Linked DNA regions of Sus scrofa: region 1 is linked to region 2. A link is a contact called in public Hi-C data. All regions are on one chromosome and are shown on one strand. Each heading gives the region's core, a stretch centred on a gene start, on an enhancer-like site or on the middle of the called end of the contact. The rest is flanking DNA. Distances are from core to core; before and after follow the strand shown.

The links. Hi-C and Micro-C count contacts between places; a contact is called where the count stands out from the background.
Region 1: a Hi-C map of epiblast stem cells shows a contact between it and region 2, with 1.7 times the contacts expected there. The contact joins the promoter of ADGRA2 here to the promoter of RAB11FIP1 in region 2. A contact is called at or near these places in 1 of 5 promoter capture datasets (fetal liver), 17 of 47 Hi-C or Micro-C datasets (adipose tissue, blood, embryonic fibroblasts and 9 more) and 1 of 2 datasets of contacts at active chromatin or transcription factors (skeletal muscle).

What each region holds. Positions count from the first base shown.
Region 1 is chr15:48,606,772-48,612,585 of Sscrofa11.1, forward strand. ADGRA2 (adhesion G protein-coupled receptor A2) reads right to left here and starts at 4,263. Exons shown (of 20, transcript XM_003133366.4): 1 at 3,586-4,263. The coding sequence starts at 3,848.
Region 2 is chr15:48,523,919-48,529,051 of Sscrofa11.1, forward strand. It overlaps RAB11FIP1 (rab11 family-interacting protein 1), which reads left to right and starts at 3,465. Exons shown (of 5, transcript XM_021076260.1): 1 at 3,465-3,921. The coding sequence starts at 3,545.

The DNA.
Region 1 (5,814 bases), core at 3,013-5,512, 84 kb after region 2:
CAGCACCTCCCCCCAGGCCCCCCACCGCAATGGGCCCGCTGAGTAGGTGAGGGTTTGTTGGCTCTGGGAGAGTCTGGAGTGAGTGCCCCTGTCCCATGTCTGCCCCCTCCCCACCCATCCTTGGAATGTTCCCAGGTCAAAAGGGCCTGGGTCCTGCTGGGAAGGGACTGGGTTGTTTAAAGCAGCTTTTGTGTCCACTGGGTCCCAAGTCCAGCCAGGTGAACACTGAGTCTCTCACCTGAGAGGAAAACGAAGAGAACTCAACCAATCCTGACTCTGGAATCAGTCAGCTAAACTGTGTATGGCCATTGGCCAGACGTGGCCCTCTCCTCATCTGGCCGCCTCCTGCTCAGCTGTCAGATGTAAGGGCTGGGCCTGCCTGTCTCTAGGGCCCTATTCTGCCCAGGGGCCCGGGATTTTATGACACTGCCTGGTATCCTCTGAGGGGCTGCTCAGAGGTCCTGGGAGGTCCTCGTAGGAGATCTCCTTCTAGAGTTATCCATTATCAGTCCTCCCCTGGAATTCCTTATCCCTCTGCCCCACTCTTAACTCCCAGAGCCCAGAACCAGAGGGCAGGCCCATCAGCTGCTGCCCAGGGGAGGTGGGGGGGCTCGCAGTGGTCTGCATCCCCTCCCCCATGCAGCTTCTCCCTGTGATAAGCCTTTGCCCTCCGCCCAGGCCCATTAAGGCTCCTGCTCTGGACCAGCATTTGTACCCACAACTGCCCATGGATTGGGCCACGAGACTGGGGGGTGGGGTAGGACAGATGGATCAGGAAGGAAGCCAAGAGTTCTGCTTTCCTGGAAAACTGCAAATGAAAATCCACTGGGGGGGGGGAGCCAGGGGTGGGAAGAGGGGGGCCTTTGGTCTACAAAAACAGAAGGCAGGGGTTGAGATAACAGGGTGGAGGTGGACGGGTTTTCCGTGAGGGAAACAGGACTGTTCCCAGGATTGCCGTTGAATGGCCCAGAGGCTTTCTGAGCAGAGACAGGAGGCCCCTTGCAGACAGGCACCTTACCTAGCCCTTTCTCTGCCTGAACTGGGCCAGGCTTCCCCAGGTGGAGGTCTGAGTTCCTCCCCTTTCCAGGGGTGGGGTGGTGTGTGAAGGGGACTGGGGGCCCTTGCTGGAGGAAAGCAGGGGAGGGGAGGGAGGGGAAAGCCAGAATTTGAAGACCACTGGCCTGTTGTTTGCACCAGGTGATGGGCAAAAAGTGAAAGGGGAACATTGTGTGGAAAAAGTAATAAAAGAGTAAAGAGGAGGAGTTTGGGAGGCTGTGAAGGTTTTTGTGCTCTTAGCCTCTTTGCTGCCAGGCTGGAAGAGAGGAAGCCCCTTCCCAGCCCTTCTCTTCCTTCTTCCCTCAAAATGCATGCTGGGTAGGGTGGGTTTGCTGGAGGGACTGGAGCCCCAAAAGAGAATCCTTGCACAGCTTCTGCTTAAGAAGAACAGGGGCTCTTTTTCCTTCAGAAGCCAGCTTGGAGGAGGGGTGGCTGTCAGGGGATCAGGACCAGGTGGAGCCTGAGGGGAGCGTCCAAGGAATATGGCCATGACTGGTCTTACTCACCGCCCTTTCCTCCCCCCCCCCCACGCCCCGGCTCATGCACCAGCGGGCTCTCATGGGCAGCTCTGGTCTGCCCTGGCTGCTGTCCCCATGGAGATGTCCAGCTAGGCTCAGGTGGCCTGTTCCTTTGGAAGGTGACAGTGGCCTGGGACAAAAGGTGGGGTCTTCCTTTGGGGATGGTTTGGGATGGGAAGGTGAGCTAGTAGTTCTGTTGGCTGTCACTGTGTCCCAATATATTCTCATCAAGAGTTGGCCCTGCTCTGTCCTTGGAGTGGCGTCGATGGGAATTAGCCATGGCTGCAAAGCATTAGTTGCCATTCTAAGGTGTACAGCAAAACCACCTTTTAATGCTCCCCCACTTCCTTATGCCTTCAGCATGTGAGGGTTCCCTAATCCTAACACATGTGTGAGCACAGCCACCAGATCCAGAACACACACACACACACACACCTCCCAGAACTGAATAATCATAGCCCAGTGGGTAATCACACAGACACTGGCCCAGCTATTCCACGCAGCAAGCATTTTTCTCCTCCAGAACTGAGTGGGCTGGGGAATGCCCAGGCCTGTCTGGACACTTCAACACCAGTGGACACTCAGAGGGATCTGAATCCGCTGCCAGGGCTACTTTGCGGGACCCTGTCCGGTCCCAGCTGCTAGGCCCTGGAAAAGAGCGGAGACCTGGCTTCCAGCCCCCTCATGCACACAAACACCCACCCACCCCAGCTGGGGGAAAATACAGGCCGGGCGGCCAACGTCAGAGGCTGACCAGTCGTGTCCTGTCAGGAAGCGGGCAGCCTCTGAACTCACCCAACCAGAGGCGTTACTGTATTGTTCTGGACACAATCGGCTAGACTGTGCGCCAGCTCCAACTCCGGGCAAGGGGCGGTGGGGAAACGGTTGCCACTGGGGTCAGGAGGACAGGGAAGGGGAAGCGGCTCGTCGTAGGCTGGATCCGGGACAGGAAAGGAAGGGGCCGCCGCTAGGGCCGGACCCTCCACTCCGCCGCGTGCGTGGAGCTGCAAGCACGTGGTCTGCGCAGGAAATCGTCGCGGTGGGGAGGGGTCGCTAATTCTCTCGCTGTTGCCGGGATTTCGGACCCCCCTCGCGGAGGTTTGGGTTTGGGTTGCGGCGCGACCGGCCGCGCTAGTTGCCGTCAAAGTGAGAGTTTAATAAGGCCCCAGCTGAGAAGGGAAACTTGGGAAGACCGAAGGAGCCTAGCAGGCAGCCTCCTTCCGACCTCAGCCAGGTTTCTGTCTTCGCAATCCCTACGCGAAGAAGTCAATCGAGAAACAGCCAAAGCTCGTGTTATATCCGGGGAGGGAAAGAAGAGGGACGGATGCAGGACCCAAAACAGAGCTCACTTCACAGATGCGCGCGGGCGGGAGAGGGGCCCGAGAAGAATCGGGACGCTGGGGTCTTGTTCACCCCAGAAGCGCCTGCACCCCGAGGACAGACTTTTTCCGAGCCCACCCTCCCGCCTGCGCTAGAGAGAAGATCTGCAAGCGGGGCTGGCAGGCTTCAGGGTCGAATGGGGCGCCCCCAACTGGAGGAGCCAGGCCCGCGGAGTGAATCGGCGTGCCGCCAGGGACGCGTCCGCGGTGGTAAAGACCACAACCACCTACTGGGCCGCAGGCGTCGAGCTTCCCTGAGCCTTCCCCGAGCCTGCCCACTTCAGGTCCCCGAAGTCCGCAACACCAGCCCCGGCTGGAAACTCAAGGGGCGTGGGCGTCCCGCCAGCGCGCATTCCCCTTCACCTGTGCAGGTGAGTGGGCGTCCGCCTTGCCTCTCTTTGGGACGCCCCCACCCCCACTCCACGCCATGCTCCTTCCTCATTCGACACCCCTGGAGCTCTAATTTTCCCCCTGCTTCTCCAAGCCTCCCTTTTCTTCTTCTGGACCAGGCCTGTCCTAGAGTCTCTGAAGTGTTGGCATCCTCTCGGTCCCCCATTTCTCACCCCTCCCGTCTGGTTTCCTTTCGTCCCCTCGTCGGGGATCGGGCTGGGCTGGCCGAGTTTGGTACTCACAGGGTAACGGTGCTGTTAGGCAGAAGGCCGGGCTCCGGAGGCTCCGGGAGGTCCCCGCCGCCGCACACCACCCTCCTGCGTGCCGGGTTGGATGAGCCGCCGCTTAGCCCCTTGGGCCGCTCCCCCGAGCACTTGCAGCTGCGGATGGGGACCGGGCAGCCGGGCGCGCCCCAGGTCCCGGGCACCAAGAGCAGCAGCCAGGGTAGCAGCTGCAGCAGCAGGCGCGCGGGCGCCGCCCGCATCCTGCGTCCCGCGGTGCCCATCAGCCCATCGCCCCGCGGGGACCGACAGCGCTGGGGCCCGTCTGCGCGCCGGCCAGAGGGATCCGAGAGTGCGGGAGGCGTGCTCAGCGGGGGCCCGGGGCGCCCGAGGGCGGGGCGGGGGGCCCTGGGCGGAGGCAAGCCCCGGGGTCCCCGCCGCCGCGCCCCGGGGGCATGTCCGGCGAGCGCCCCGGCGGGGAGGACGCGGGCGCGGCTGTCAGCGCGGCGCGGGCGGCCCCAGGCGTCGCGGCCCGAGTCTCTGCGCGGTTCTCCCGGGCCGGTTGAGGCCGGACCCCTCCGCGGCGCTTGCTCGCTCTGCGCGGGGCTGGGACCTAGCGGATCGCGCCGGGCTCCTGCCGCCGCCGCCGCCGCCGCCGCCGCCGCCGCTCCGTGCCATGGATGGAGGCAGCTCGGCGCGGCGCCGCTCCCGCCGCCGCCAGCCCCCTCCCTCCCTCCCGAGCGGGCGCCCTCCCCTCGCCAGCTCGTCCGTCCGCGAGGCCCTAGCGCCTCCCGATACGCAGCCAGGCCTCTGCCCTCCTCGGAGCCTGAGCGGGCCAGCCGGCTTGAGGCCCCGCAAGTTCCCTGCACCCGCCTTGAATGTAGACTTTTTCTCACTCCCGCCCCTCTCCCCTGAGGCAGGAATCTTCCTCCTGACAACCCATCTCCGACCTCAAAGCCAACCGCCGTCACTTTTCACAAAATCTTCCCTCACTCATTCCTGTCCAGCCTGCACCCCATATCTCTGGGACTTTCGTTGACCTGCGGGCTTGGCCAGAGATGTCCATGTTTTGGTTTAACTTTGTTCACTGCTCTGGGGTTGCTGAGGCTCGGCTTCCCTTGACCCCTGACCTGATGGGCCAGTCTGGAGGCCGGCACTCACTGCAGGATCGTAGCCAAGTCTTAGGAGGCTCAGACCCTCCTTGCTGCTGGCTGACCTCGCCCAGTGGGGGGTGCATGTCTTTCTGCCTAGGAGGGGTCAAAGGCCAAGGCAGACAGGCTAGATCTGCCACCGCCTACCTTTTCCACATCCACGTGTGTGTTTGGGGGAACAGTGGGAATGGGGGGGATGGAGAAGGGAAAAGCAGGGGTGTGTGCTGGGAGTGGAAAAAGCACTGTACCCAGTCAGGAGGGCCCTTTCTAGGCAGCTCTAAGGACACATGGGGGGGGTAGAATCTTGGGGGTCAAAGTGGGGCCCTGCCTGCCCCCTAGTTTGTGAATGCAAGTTGTTGCCTGAAAACTGGTTAGCGGTGGTGGTGGGAGGGCACTCAGATGGGTTTGAAAATCACCTTGATTCCCAGATAGACTGAAACACAAGCTGGGACAGAGGGACAAATGAAGTGTGGCCCAATGTGTCTGCTTCTTGTCTTCCCACAGAGGCTGCCTTTTCTGACACTTGCAGGGAGATGCAGGCTGGGGGTGAGGAGTAGAAATGGCACCTTTGCTGTGGAGATGAGGCTACCAGGGTTGAGGGGTTCCTGGGCAGAGCTCCTTTTCCCATCCTTCGCTGGGCCACCGAATCGGCCACTGTAGTGACCGTCACCGTCTTTGTGTGCCCTTGGCTCTGCTGGTGTATGTGGCACCTTTCCTAGTACAGTGGCATATCAGCTGGGTCCCCCACCCCCTTTGCTGGGAATGGCTTCTTTCCCTCACATGAGCGGCAGATGCCAGGCCCAGACACTGGCTCCTTCTGGCTCCACAGGTCTGTCCCAGTTGCAGGCTCTGGTTCCTTCAACTTCCAAAGATAAATAAATAGTGACTGCAAATGGAGGAAGGGAGAAGACGGGCCTCCCTCAGCAGGAGCCCTCTGCAGGGCTGGCAGGGGCCGGGCTTGCATTCCTAGGAAGGGTCGTCACAGAGCCACGGCCCAGGGCAGGCCTGCCACCCAATCCTCTGGTTCACAGGCCAGGGAACTTCTCAGAGACCAGAGCAGAGGAGGCCTCTGGCCTGGGTCACACAGTCTTTCTGTCAT
Region 2 (5,133 bases), core at 2,215-4,714:
GCCCCCTCCCAGTTTTCTAATCCTTTCCACGAGTGGAAGGGAGGCTTTGTGTCACACTCAGCCTATGGGGCTGTCCTGCTTGGTTTCATTCCTGGCTCTCTCTGCTGTGGAGGCAGCACTAGCAAGGTGAGTGTGGGAGAGGGGAGACCAGAGCTGAAAAACATCATTCCCTGGGCCAGTATTTTTTTTTTTTTTTAAATATATCAAGCATTTTATTTTATCTTTTTAGGGCTGTACTTGTGCCATATGAAGGTTCCCAGGCTAGGGGTCTAAATGGAGTTATAGCTGCCAGTCTACGCCACAGCCACAGCAATGCCAGATCCCAGCACCAGCTCATGGCAATGCCTGATCCTTAACCCACTGAGTGAGGCCAGGGATCAAACCCGAGTCCTCATGGATACTAGTCAGGTTTGTTAACCACTGAGCCATGACAGCAACAACCACAGAGCCTTTTTAAAATGTAGTATCAACTTAGTCACTGAGGATGCTCTCGGGTGGGGTAGAATGGGGGCTGGGGGTGGGGTGAGGCAGACAGTCCCCGAATAAAAATGAAGGTGAGTATCTGGCTGGGACCTGCCCTGCTATTGGCTGCTGGGCTGCTGTTGCTCATACCTGCCTTACAGCCTGATCACACCACTGTTCAAAGTCCCCTGGAGGCTGGCTCACCTGGTCTAGCACTGTGGTATAAATTCCCCAGCCTGGTGTTCATGATCTGCACAGTCCGGGCTGACCAACCTTGGCTGTCTTATCTCTACCTGCCTCCCCATGCCCTCCTAGAATATCCCAGAGCCCAGCCCCAGTGGTGTGCTCATAGGCCCTAAATATGCTATGAGCTCTCTGGCCCCTACATCCTTGCTTTGGCTGTTGTCTCCTGAAATGCTCTTTCTCCATGTCCTCTTCTCTGCCTGTCATGTCTGGCTCCTTTAGGGCCCAGCTCAATGCCACTTCCTTCTTACAAATCCACCTGCTAGAGAAATTGCTCTTAAAACACCCACAGCATTTTACAGATACAGGACTTCATTTATAGCATTTGGGAGGTGTGCTCTTGCAACTGGGTCTCATTCAGAAGGCTTTGTGCCCTCTGTTTGTAGCATCTGGCACACACTGGGCCAGCTAAGTTCTCAATAAATCTTCATGGTAATGAATGGAGCCATGAGGTTGGATGAGGTTAACAGATGGTCAAGCAGGGGAATTGGTACCAAAACAACAGGGTTCTGCTAGGCTTTTCCTGCCACTTACATGTCTGCTGCCTCCTTTCCTTTCCCCTTCCCATCACCGTTAAATATTTACAACGTACTAAATAGGTCTTTCCGGCACTGCAGCACCCCTCAGCTGCAAACCTGGGGCATAATGTCTATTTTCTAATTTTTTTCTTTTCTTTTTGGTTTTTAGGGCCGTTCTTGCGGCATGTGGAGTTTCCCAGGCTGGGGGTCCAATCGGAACTGTAGCCTCCGGCCTACACCACGGCCACAGCCACAGCAACTCAGGATCCAAGTCTTGTCTGTGACCTACACCACAGCTTGTGGCAACACTGGATCCTCAACCCACTGAGTGAGGCCAGTGATCAAATCTGCAACCTCATGGTTACTAGTCAGATTCGTTAACTGCTGAGCCACTATGGGAACTCCCTATTTTCTAATTTCTTAAATTTTTTTTTTTTTTTGGAGTTCCTGTTGTGGCTCAGTGGGTTAAGAACCCGACTAGTATTCATGAGGATGTGGTTTTGTTACCTGGCCTCGCTCAGGGGGTTAAGGATCCAGCATTTCCGTGAGCTGTGGCATAGGTTACAAATGTGGCTTGGATCTGGCATTGCTGTGGCTGTGTTGTAGGCTGGCAGCTACAGCTCTGATTCAACCCCTAGCCGGGAACTTCCATATGCTGCAGGTGAGGCCCTAAAAAAAGATCTAAAAAATAAATTTTTTTTTTAGTCTTCTAATATCTGATGTAAAAGAAACACTATGTACTTATGGTAGTGTGGGATAACCTGCCAACTCTTCAATTCCATAGCACTTCTTCAGTACCTACTGTGTGTCCAGGTTTGTGTCAGGGGCTCTGGAGGAGACAAGTCAGCACGTGGTTCTGCCCTGAAGAGGGCTATGGGAAGCCAAACCTTGGAGAAATCTGAGTAAAGCCTTGCAGGGGGTAGGACGTGGGTTGGCAAAGGTGGGCAGGGCAGCCGTGGGACAGATGGGACAGATTATCAGTGCTATAGTTTGTCTAGGAGATAGAGAAGTGAGTCAGAGTGGGCCCCAGACAGGAATGCCTTGAATCTCTTTCAAGACTGAAGTTAATGCGGTTGGTGGGGAGGCACCATGGTAGGATTTGGAGCAGGCTGTGTGTAGTGTGGCTTGGAGGGAGAGGAATCTAGAGATCTGGCGGGAAACTGACAGCAACCCGAGACTGGAGCTCTGAGGATCTGGAAGAATCAAAGGATGCAATAGAAAGACTGCATGGGAGTCAGAACACCTGGGTTCTAGTCCTGGCTCTGTTGTAGAGCCTTGAACGAATCACTTATCTGCTCCAGGACTCTCCTTAACTGTAAAACCTAAAACCCTTCAAAGTGACCTCTGCAATCTGTTGATCAATATTTGAACCTTTGAAGTAGGATACAGGAAATGAAGGGCATCGCCCATCCAATGGACCCTGGGAACAAGGAGGTGCCTGACTGGGAGCCCAGAGGGTGAAGAGAGACTGCAGAGGGTCCAGACCTGAGAAAGAGGGAACTGCGGGAGAAGGGCCTCTGCTCCCGAGGTCCATTTGGCAATCCCGTTCAGTTCCTCCTTTCCTTCCCTTCTCTGACTTCCCTCCTCTTGGCTTCACCTTTTTTGGTGAAGGCGCGGCAAAATAGAACACTCCCACACCACCTCAAGTGCTCCCTTCCTTTACCTTCCCCTTTTGAGGTAGCCATCAAAAATCCTCCTCCTTAGCCACCCACCTGGCACCATCCCTGGACCCACTTTCCTCCAGAGTAACTTCCCCAGCGACCAAAGTAGAAAGAGCAGTGAATTCGGAATCGCATTCATTATCACCTTCATAGCTACCCTCTACTGAGAACTCGCCCTGGGCCAGGTGACATTTTTTTGGCAACAATTCTACGAGGTGGTTGTTATCTCATTTTACATACAAAGAAACTGAGACTCCAAGGCTTTAAGTAATCTGTGCAAAGCCACACACCTGCCACTTGGACGAGGCCAGATTGGAAATGAGGTCTCATTCCCAGTCTCTGCTTCGGTCAGTTCCGTTCCGGTTGAGCCATGCGACCTTTGGCAAGTAAGACCCCAACTCTCACCTACCAACTCTCAGACCGGAATTCTCCAAGCCCCGCCCCCGCCCACTAAGCGCTAGCCCCACCCGGGCCCCTAGAGCCTAGCTTCGCGTACGCGACGGAGGCGGGCCCGCCCGGCAGGTGGGGGCGGGTGGAGGGGGCGTGTCCAGGAGGGGGCGTGGCCGGAAGCCTTAAAGAGGTCGGGGCGGCTGGGCAGGCTGTGGAAGCCGCGCGTCGCGGCTATCTTCTCACTTTCGGTTGGATCGCACAGCCGTCACCATGTCCTTGGCGGCCTCGGCGGGCAAGGGCCGAGGGCCCGTATGGTCCCCAACGCACGTGCAGGTGACGGTGTTGCAGGCGCGGGGTCTTCGGGCCAAGGGCCCCGGGGGCACGAGCGACGCGTACGCGGTGATCCAGGTGGGCAAGGAGAAGTACGCCACCTCAGTGTCCGAACGCAGTTTGGGCGCGCCCGTGTGGCGGGAGGAGGCCACCTTCGAGCTGCCGCCGCTGCTGTCGGCCGAGGCTGTGCCAGCCGCCGCCACCACCCTGCAGCTCACCGTGCTGCACCGCGCGCTGCTCGGCCTCGACAAGTTCCTGGGCCGCGCCGAGGTGGACCTGCGGGAGCTGCACCGGGACCAGGGCCGCAGAAAGACCCAGTGAGTGCGGGGGCGAGGACCCGGAGCGGGGCAGGCCGGGGAGGACGCTTGGCCTGGGCGGTGAGACCCTTTTAGAGTGTGTCCCCGTCCCCCCACCACCTCCCCCCAGGGGACTGACGGAACGAGGCCTCTCGGGAGGGATCCCCTCGGCCAGTAATAGTATTCTCACTTCAGCTTCTTCTTGGGCTGTCCCGCCCCAGCTCTCCCAGTACGTGGGTTCTTTGAAAACGGAGGTGGAGGTACCTGCCGCGTTTTTTAATCTGCAGGAGGGCGCTCAGCGCCTGGAACTTCGTAATCACTTAATGAATTTTTGATGAATTGAAACTAGCAGTGGGCTGACGAACTTGTCTTATTAGTTGAGTAGCGTGTATATTTGATATACGCCTTGGATTCCGTGGAAAGCCTCCTGGGTATTTCATTGTACCGGACACTGAGCTGGAAATGGCTGGGCCAGGACGCTGGAAGGGCTAACTGGAGCAGTGAAACCCACAGACACTAGAGGATCCCCCAGGGACCGAGTTGGGGCATTGCGATGCGGGTGGGTGGCGGTGGAGGCTGGGGAATGAGGACTGCCCTGGGAGGGCTGTCCCCCACCCCCACCCCCGCCCCACCTCACCACCGGGTCAGGGGTTGGTCTAGAGAATTTGCCCCTCCCTCGCCTCCTCCAAGAATGCTACAACGGTTTGGTTTAACTTTCAGACCGAAAAATATTGACCCATTTTGCCCTGGCCCCCAAATTAGTAAGGATTTCCCAGTGATGGCTGGAGCCAGGGCCTGCCCTTGGCCAAGTAACTGGGAGTAGGCATTGTTTCTCGCTGGAGTTTCTCAGGTTCTCTCTGGTCCTACGGGGGTGGGGGGTGGGAGTGGGAATGACTGCTCCCCCGTAGCTCCCCCCCTACCCCCATCAGGACTTCTGTTTTCATGAATCACCCTCCAGCAGGGAAAGCGGGGGGAAAACCCTGTTGGTTGCAGACTGTTACCCATTTGTTTGTTTCTTTCACCGGTGTTTGGAATGGAACATTTGATTATGCTCATCTAAAATACCAGAACCTAGCCACGCTTTCTTAGCTTAACCTGGTTACTTTGCTGGCCTTTAAATGTGCAGTTATGTTACCACCTAACCCCTACAGTTTATGAGGCATTCTGATTCACATTGTGCATTTTAGATATAAACAGTATTTTTAACTTTCCCTCATGAAGGAGACAGAAAAG